Regions from separate parts of the Mus musculus genome. Here region 2 is linked to region 1. A link is a contact called in public promoter capture Hi-C data. All regions are on one chromosome and are shown on one strand. Each heading gives the region's core, a stretch centred on a gene start, on an enhancer-like site or on the middle of the called end of the contact. The rest is flanking DNA. Distances are from core to core; before and after follow the strand shown.

Region 1 (4,462 bases), core at 1,017-3,516:
ACCCAGATATAGCTCTCTCTTGTGAGACTATGCCGGGGCCTAGCAAACACAGAAGTGGATGATCACAGTCAGCTATTGGATGGGTCACACGGCCCCCAATGGAGGAGCTAGAGAAATTACCCAAGGAGCTAAAGGGAACTGCAACCCTATAGGTGGAACAACAATATGAACTAACCAGTACTCGGGAGCTCTTGTCTTTAGCTGCATATGTATCAAAAGATGGCCTAGTCGGCCATCACTGCAAAGTGAGGCCCATTGGATTTGCAAACTTTCTATGCCCCAGTACAGGGGAACCCCAGGGCCAAAAAGGGGGAGTGGGTGGGTAGGGGATTGGGGGGGTGGGTATGGGGGACCTTTGGGATAGCATTGAAAATGTAAACGAGGAAAATACCTAATTTTAAAAAAAAAAAAGAAATAATGCTGTGGAACACAGAAAAAGTCATGTTACAAGGGAAACATCAGAGTACACAACAATTTAGAATAAGTTCCTATTTTCTAACTATATACATAGAAAAGAAACATCTGGGGTGAATAAAAAAAACACATACCAAAATACTGAAAGTATTTAACTCTGTCCCCAACACACATACACACACACAGTGTGGTACTCCGTCCTGTCTTTAACTCTTGTGTGTGTGAACTGCATGCTTACACGGTAGCTTACACATACCTAGCTTAAAAGTACCTAGCTAACTGCTAGAATTAGGGGAGACTATTGCCTAATTTTGCTTAGCTTTTCCAAAGCTCATATAATGATACATATTGTATTTATAAGGAAAAAACAGGGGGTTGCACAAATGGACTCAACAGTTTAGAGTACTTGCTGGTCTTACAGAGGATCTGAGTTCAAGCCTCAGAACTCACATGGTGGCTCACAACTATCAGTAATTCCAGTTTCAGGGGATCTAACTTCCTCTTCTGGCCTCCACAGGTACCATGCATACACCTGGTATAAATACATACATACATACATACATACCCACAAACACCCACACATACAGGCAAAACACTCATACATACTCACACACACACACACACACACACACACATATAAAAAATAAATCTAAAAAAGAAAAAAGAAACATACCTATTTACCTATTATTTCATCACCTAAGAAACGTCTTACACCTGCCTATGGACAGACGACATCAACTGATGTCTTGAGGGTCTTCCTAGCTCTAGCTCTGAGAACTTAATATTCTCCAAACCTTTCCTTCCTTCCTTTCTCTCCCCCCAACCCCTTCTTTCTTTTATTAAACTAAGTGAGATTGAGTGGTTCATATGTACGGTGATGCTTACGAGGTAGTAACTTTCCAAGTAGTACCTTGTAGCTGCCATTCTACATTACAACAGGAGACTGTGGATGACCTCCAACGTTGGGTCAGGATCAGTGCTGCGTGGCTGATGGAACCTAGCAGGCATGGTTTTTGGTATATTCTTGAACCTACTTGTCTAAGATTGTCTTCAATTAGACAGTATGATTATTCAACCCCTGGTATTGTTGCATGGTCCTAGTCCACCCTACTTTGATGGTCAGTTGAAGAACAGCATACAAAAGATTAATAAATTCTGCTATCTTGAAAACTGTGCTGTTCATGGAAAGCAAACTCCCACCCCACCCAATGCCCACCAGCAGCTTGCCCTCCAGCAGCTTGCCCTCCAGCAACATACTGGCCAAATTCGAGCACACTTGCATACTCATTGAAACCAGTTTGAACACTGAAAAGATCAAAGAGCGCAGGCAGGCCAGGGGAAATCTCTGAACCGTTGATAGCTCACAGAGTTGTAATGATCCCTGTTAGCATTCGATATTCTGTCTGTTGGCCTAACAGTTTGAGGCAGAGAAACAAGAGGGTAAAGGCTACACCGATCCAAGCAAACATTCTTTCAGAGTAAGCTCTGGATCACTGTCTGTTGCCAGTGAGCTGTTAAGTAGTTCCAGCTGTGCAGTTATTTGCTCCCGTGTCATGTCCAGGGTGTCAACCATAGTTTTGGGAGTTTCATTCATTAGTATCTTACGAACCTTGGTGTTAGTGACATTCTCTCTGCTCGTTATGATGGCAACAGCAAGGTCCAAGAAGTTTGTTAACAGTAGAGGCAACCTGGGTTCTTGAGACCACCACCAAGGGTAGTGCAACCACAACACTGTTTTGCTCACAGACTCCCCAGGTTGGCTATTTATGATATCAGGAGTGATGTACTTGCCTGTGGCCCTGGCAGCTGGCTGAGGCTGTACCCTGGCAGGTGCATTTGCAGGTCCTCACCCTGCCACAGCAGTGTTACCACTGTAATTTGCTAGCTGCACTGAGAATACTCCAGGCCATGCTGCACTGAGTCAGCAACATCTACCTCCACCACACCCCGACGTCACTAAGGTCAATATAGTCATCTCCAATACTACTCTTCTAGAACAGCATCACTTGTCTGTCTGTCACGAATGTTCCAGGACAGGGTTCTGGGCAAGGAGCAAACATGCTCAGTGAGGCAACATCCTCCTGCATGTCACGGTCCTTCACGACACCTTCCTCAGCAGTGTGATTACCGCCCTTGCTTCTAACCCTCTCAGGATGGTATTGTGTTGACCACGTAGACTTGGGGCGGAATCAGCTTGATCCATTGACTTGCTGCTCCTCCTTTCAAGTCTTCAATGCCAGGCAGGAGGAAGGGAGAGCTTGCAGCCACTGCTATCAATCAAGATAAGAACAATACACTCAAGGCCTCCTTTTAAATCAGTGAGACCTTTTATCATTGGTCTCTACCCAAACCTATCTTAATAACATATCCCTCTCCATGTTTCTCCTTTCTGCTTTACATTCTTTAAGCTTTGGCACTTATTTCTATGTATTTCCTCATCTTTTCTTTGAATAGGTCATAAGATTAACTATCCGCACAGTGACTGGACAGTGTGATCAAGAATAAGGACTGAGGGGTGATGAGATGGCTCAGTGGTTAAGAGCCCTGATTACTCTTCCAAAGTCCTGAGTTCAATTCCCAGCAGCCACATGGTGGCTCACAGCCATCTGTAATGGGATCCGATGCCCTCTTCTGGTGTGTCTGAAGACAACTCAAGTGTACTAATATACATACAATAAATAAACACATCTTTAAAAACAACAACAACAACAAAGGACTAAGGACTGAGGTAAATGAAGAAAATCAGCCTCTGGTTTACCTCTAACTAGCCAAGTGATTTTATTCCCACCCCTTGATTTCCTCATCTGTACAGTAGTCCTTCCTCAGCACCTACTTCACAGGCAAGGCTTTGTACATGCTTCCTGTCAGGAACTGACAGAGTAGAATAGTACAGCAAATTGAACCAATGAGATTGTTTTCATGACTTTTGAATGTAGTGGTGTATAGCACTGCACTTGTACAATTAAAAAGAAAAACAAAAAAAAAAAAACCCTAAGATGAAAATGAATTGAATGATCTCCATTCTCAAACACATCTTACTTGGTTTCTTCTTGCTCATATTGTTTTATAAGTCTTAATGAAAACAACAGAAAGGATTTGAGTTGGAACATTTGTCTCAACCCACTGGCTAACACCTCACAATGACTGATGTGTATACATTGTGATGTGACATTTTCATATACAAAAGTCTAACACTATCTACCTATAAAGGTTTTGCTTATATAAAACAGGATAAGGGGTTAGAAAGAACGTTTCTCAAACTGAATCAGCTTGAATTTTTCCAGATGCAAATTTAGTCAATTGTTGAGGGGTAGGGAGACAGAAAGTAGTACATTTGAGAATACCAAGCAATGTGACATAAAAGACATTTTGAGATAGGTTTTTTTCTGTATAGTCCTGCCTGTCCTAGAACTAGCTCTTTATACTTGGCTTATCTCAAACTCAAGAAATTTGCCTGTCTCTGCCATCAGACTGCTAAGATTAAAGGTGTGTACCACTATACCAAACTACATGAAAGACATTTAAAAATCGACAAAGGGCCATGCATGGTGACACACACCAATAATCCCAGCACTTGGATGGCAGAGGAGGGGAAAGTTCTGGGGTAGCCTGAGCTATATAGCCAGAACTTGTCTCAAAAAGGAAGGAAGGAACAAGCAAGCTACAGACAAGCAATTCCAACTCTAACTTTCACATGTGCCTAAAACAGTTTGCAGAGTGCTTGCCTAACGTGCCCAAAAACCTGGGTTTGAGCTGGGCATGGTGGCGCACGCCTTTAATCTCAGCACTCGGGAAGCAGAGGCAGGCGGATTTCTGAGTTTGAGGCCAGCCTGGTCTACAAAGTGAGTTCCAGGATAGCCAGGACTATACAGAGAAACCCTGTCTCGAAAAAACCAAAAAACAAAACAAAACAAAACAAAACCAAACCTGGGTTTGATCCCCAACACTGCCTAAGTCCAATGTGGTGGAAGCAGCAGCAACAGATTTTCAACGTCTTCCACAGCTACAAAGCAAGTCTGAGGCCATCCTGGGATGCACTGAAGCTGTT
Region 2 (4,462 bases), core at 596-3,095, 250 kb after region 1:
ATGTGTGCCCAGGGCTTCTTGGCTAAAGAGTCACCAGAAATAAATGCTCAGAATATTATATATGAATCCCCCTGTTAAACAGTATGAGCTTGTGAAGTCATCGTACCTTTCTCGTTTAGGCTACCAAGAAGCCCAGGACTAGGTTTTGCATCTAATTACAAGTACATTCACCACCAGAGATTTGTCTTTATTATTACTTTTTTAAAAACTTATTTTCCTGACTCTACACAAGGGTTAGAGACAAGGCCATCTTGGTCTCTATGGATGCTAAGGGTCTGGGGGAAGAAAAGGAGTGTACAGAAAACTGTCCCCTACTGCCTGAGAACCTCAGTCTGAAGTGGCCAGACACAGAGACTTACAGCCAGAAGGACCCTGAGACACTGACAGTCCATGAAGGAGGGGCCCTGGAGAAGGAAGAGACACACAGGCCTGTTTGACATCCCCAGCTGGTCATCTTCCATAGTCAGCTCCACTCTCAGGGGTCTCCTGTTGTCTCAGGGGTCTCCTGGACTTGGTTTCCTTCTGCAAAAAATTGGAATGGGTAGGGCTGTGCCAAACCCTTTCCAGACCCTGTTCTGAAGAGCCTAATGGTTTGTGAGAGCTTCCTGGAAAGCCATTCTGGAGGTAGAAGAGGGCCTAAGAATCGGGGTCCCAATGTGCCTTCTTTACCAGAGCGTCTTCACGTGCACCAGATAGATATATTAACTGGCAAGGAGTCTGTTTGACCTTAAAAGGTCCCTGGATCTGGAAACTGCACCCAAGAAGGCCCACCCTCACCCCAGGAAACCTCCACCCCCAGGAAGTCCTTGGGGTCATGAGAAGGATGGAAAGGACTAGATACAGAAGCACCCACAGTTACACAGATGGCGGGGACACATCCTTCCATCTCTGTAGGCTCCATGGGCAGTGTGCCAGGCACCCAGTGGCTGGAGAGGCAGAGGTGAGATAGGAAATGACACTGTGCCTTAGAAGCACAGTGGGAAGAGACTCTTACAGCCATCGTTTAGAAGCAACAGGAAACCAGGCATGGTGGCTCGCACCTTTAATTCCAGCCGGGGACAGAAGCAGATGGATCTCTATGAGTTCAAGGCCAGCCTGGTCTGCAGTAAAACCCTCTCTAGGGGGTGGGGACACAAAAGAGGGGAGGGGTTAGGGTGTGACTCAGTAGAAAAGCATTTGCCTAATATGCATGAGGCCTGGGTTCTATGCTCAGGAGGGAGGGAGGGAAAAAGGAAAGCAGGGAAGGAGGGAAAGAGATGGGGACAAGTGGCCCCAGACCTGAGCTAAGTCTTGGCTTTGTCACTAGGAAGCTGAGCCACCTTGTTCAAATTATTCAACCTCTTTGAGCCTCCCCCTCCCCCTCCCCTCTCTTCAAGACTTTGTAACAGTCCCAGTTGTCCTGGAACTCACTCTATAGACCAGGCTGGCCTCCTCAAACTCACAGAGAGATCCACCTACCTCTGCCTCCCAAGTGCTGGGATTAAAAGTATATGCCACCACTGCCCAGCCTTGCCCCCTTCTCTTTTATAAGATGAGGAAAAGAAAGAAAAATAGCTTTAATGATCCAGGTTTAAGGCACTGCAGGTAAACTCCCAGCTCCTCTGAGGAGGTACAGAAGGTGTTGGAGTAGCCCCACCCCCACCCCTCAGCAGTTGGTTTCCGTTTTCCTGTGGCCAACCTACCCCTGAGGGTCTGACCGGCTCCCTGGGCTTTGAGGTTAACCAAATGATCCTACAATACACAAAGAGCTTAACCTTGGCTGGCCGAGGCTGGAGCTGTGGAGGGCCCAGCCGCCACCTTACGGTCACTGGCCCTGGATCTGGTGCTCTGTGATTGCGTCTGCAAATCCGTGAAAATTTCACACAATTTCCTGCACAGCAGTGGGCTTCATAATGCTGGGAGCCAAGCCGGCCCAGTAATTGGGGCTGGAGTGGGGCAGAGTCCAAAGCAATTAATCCAGCCTCCTTCCTTGTTTGCGCCAGGATAAGCCTGACGGGGTGGAGAATAATTGGAAATGAGCGGCCTCCGTCCCCAACTCCAAATTAATATTTTCCTGTCCTGATTTAATTCCGCCTGGGAACAGTGACACAGAGACATGCCGTGTCAAACGCTAAGTAATCTGCCACGAGCCACCTGAGGAGGGACAGGACTCTCTCTCTCTCTCTCTCTCTCTCTCTCTCTCTCTCTCTCTCTCTCTCTCTCTCTCCTTTTTGGGGGTGGAGCCGAGCAGGTCAAGGTATCAGCTAACAAGACAGAGCCTAGGAAGCAAAAGAAATTTCCAAGGACATCTGTAATCTAACCTCCCTCCCAATTGGGGGGGGGGGTGTATCATCAGGGATTTGGGAAGGCAGATAGGCAGCCCTGAATTCAAATTCTGACAACCACTTAAAACACCATACAAACCCTTGTGCCTCCATTTTTGTCATCTGTAAAATGGAGAGAATGGTACCCACTCCCACGTTCAGTTACTGTAAAGGTGACTACTAACATTAACTATGAAGTGAAGTGTGGTGATACACATCTGTAATCCCAGCACTTAGGAGGCAGAGGCAGGGGGAGCACTGCAGGTTAAAGGCCAACCTATTCTACACAGCAAGTTCCAGGCCAGCCAGGGCTACTTGGTAAGACTGTCTCAAAACAACCCCCAAAAGGAGCTGTATGTCCTGTTATTCTAGGTTTTTCCACGCCCACCCCGACCCTGAGAGGCACTGTGAATCTAGGAAGAATTAAGTGCATATTTCAGTCTTAAAGGAGCTTGCATTGAAGCCCTAAATACGTTGGATTGGTACACAGAAGGCAGCTAATATATGTAGGATCCTCACTTTCTGCTGATGTGAGTGAGGAGGTGGGAGGAGCACCAGAGCAGACTCACCTCCATGCACCTTGTTCACACCCTCGCAGGTGCTCACCCTCCTCCCCAGAGCCTAGCTACCTCTGCGAACCCTAGCTCTAAGCACAGCATCAGGACTCTCCAATCCACAGGTTTCTGCTGAAGCCTCCTGCCCTTCAACTAGACTGTACTTTGGTTGGCCAGGAAGCCTTTGACAGAGGGGTGTGGGCTACAAACTAATGCTACCAGGTGTCCTGCAAGTCCCTTGTAGCAGACACCATTGTACTAGGTTTGAATATATATATTCCCATGTGCATTGGTGTTTTGCCTGCATATATGTCTGTATGAGGGTGTCAGATCTTGGACAATTGTGAGCTGCCATGTGGGTACTGGGTATTGAACCTGGGTCCTCTGAAAAAACAGCCAGTGCTCTTAACTGCTGAGCCATTGCTCTAGGCCACAATTTGGGTTCCTTTTAAAACTTTGGGAGTGTAGTGAAAGAGAAACAGCAAAGAAGACAGAAGAGAAAGCACTGGGCACTGGGGCCAGTTTGGAGAGTAGCCAGACATGAACATCTCCTGTCTTCCCACAGAGATTATGGGGGCATTCATGGCTCATCTACATTGTGGGACCCAGACATAAATGTGATGTGTAGCTACATACATGGTGGGCATGGGTCCCACAATGGCTTCTTCTCACCCCATTCCACCACCACTTAAGGATCCACTTAAGGACCACACAGCAGGCAGGTATAGTTCCAAGGCTCAAAGGAACACAAATGTGGTGAGATCTTACCTTCTGTCAAAGTCCAGGGAGTCTGGCTCAGAGCAGAGAAGAAATTATTTATGTCAAAGCAAAGTTCTGGGCTTAGAGGGCAAAAGAGTCAAATAACAGGGAAGGGGGTGGGCAAATAGGCCCAGGGTTAAATGCTAGAAAGGGGTGGCACTGGATGTGAGCCTACATCTGTGACTTTGAAGCAAACATGTGACCTACATTGGATCAATAAAATTCAGTCAGTCTTGGAGATTTCTCTACTGCTATTGGAAAGGAGATGACCCCTCTCTTTTTTCTTTCATTGTTAAACTCTAAAGACGTGGACCTACTGTTGCCAGCAGCCATCTTGTCACTGTGAGAAACGATGATATGTCAGAAAAGTTAGCTTTCTTCCTTCTGCGCAAAAACTTTTGGGCTGATACAGTTACAGATATCTTGTTGGAACTGTGTTTAGTTCCTGCCTACTTAGATCCTCAAGATGGAGCTCAAAGTGAGTGAAAATACATTCTCTTTTTTTAAAGATTTATTTTATTTTATGTATATGAGTGGACTGTCGCTGTCTTCAGACACACCAGAAGAGGGCATCAGATCCCATTACAGATGGTTGTGAGTTCCCATGTGGTTGCTGGGAATTGAACTCAGGACCTCTGGAAGAGCAGTCAGTGCTCTTAACTGCTGAGCCATCTCTCCAGCCTACCCACATTCATTACACACACACACACACATATGTGTGTGTATATATATATATCTATATACACACACACACATATATATATACACACACATATATATACACACACACATATATATACACACATATACACCATACACACACACACATATATACATATATATACA

Evidence for each region. Capture Hi-C pulls out chosen DNA fragments and counts their contacts.
Region 2: a contact with region 1 is called in a promoter capture Hi-C map of pancreatic islet. The contact joins two enhancer-like sites. A contact is called at or near these places in 1 of 39 promoter capture datasets (liver), 2 of 15 datasets of contacts at CTCF or cohesin (pro-B cells and stem cell-derived epiblast-like cells), 7 of 484 Hi-C or Micro-C datasets (the AtT-20 cell line, the G1E-ER4 cell line, the N1E-115 cell line and 4 more), 1 of 115 datasets of contacts at active chromatin or transcription factors (embryonic basal ganglia) and 2 of 9 other capture datasets (embryonic tail and pancreatic islet).

What each region holds. Positions count from the first base shown.
Region 1 is chr11:84,489,440-84,493,901 of GRCm38.p6, forward strand. All of the region lies in intron 5 of Aatf (apoptosis antagonizing transcription factor), which reads right to left. Among named protein-coding and RNA genes, the nearest start is that of Aatf, 22 kb to the right of the region's middle. Within about 2 kb of position 2,267, at least 3 of the 459 cell types and tissues checked have an H3K27ac peak or open chromatin away from gene starts, as enhancers often do. A contact at or near this core is called in pancreatic islet, where this site is marked.
Region 2 is chr11:84,737,171-84,741,632 of GRCm38.p6, forward strand. No RefSeq gene overlaps it. Among named protein-coding and RNA genes, the nearest start is that of 1700109G15Rik, 19 kb to the left of the region's middle. Within about 2 kb of position 1,846, at least 36 of the 459 cell types and tissues checked have an H3K27ac peak or open chromatin away from gene starts, as enhancers often do. A contact at or near this core is called in pancreatic islet, where this site is marked.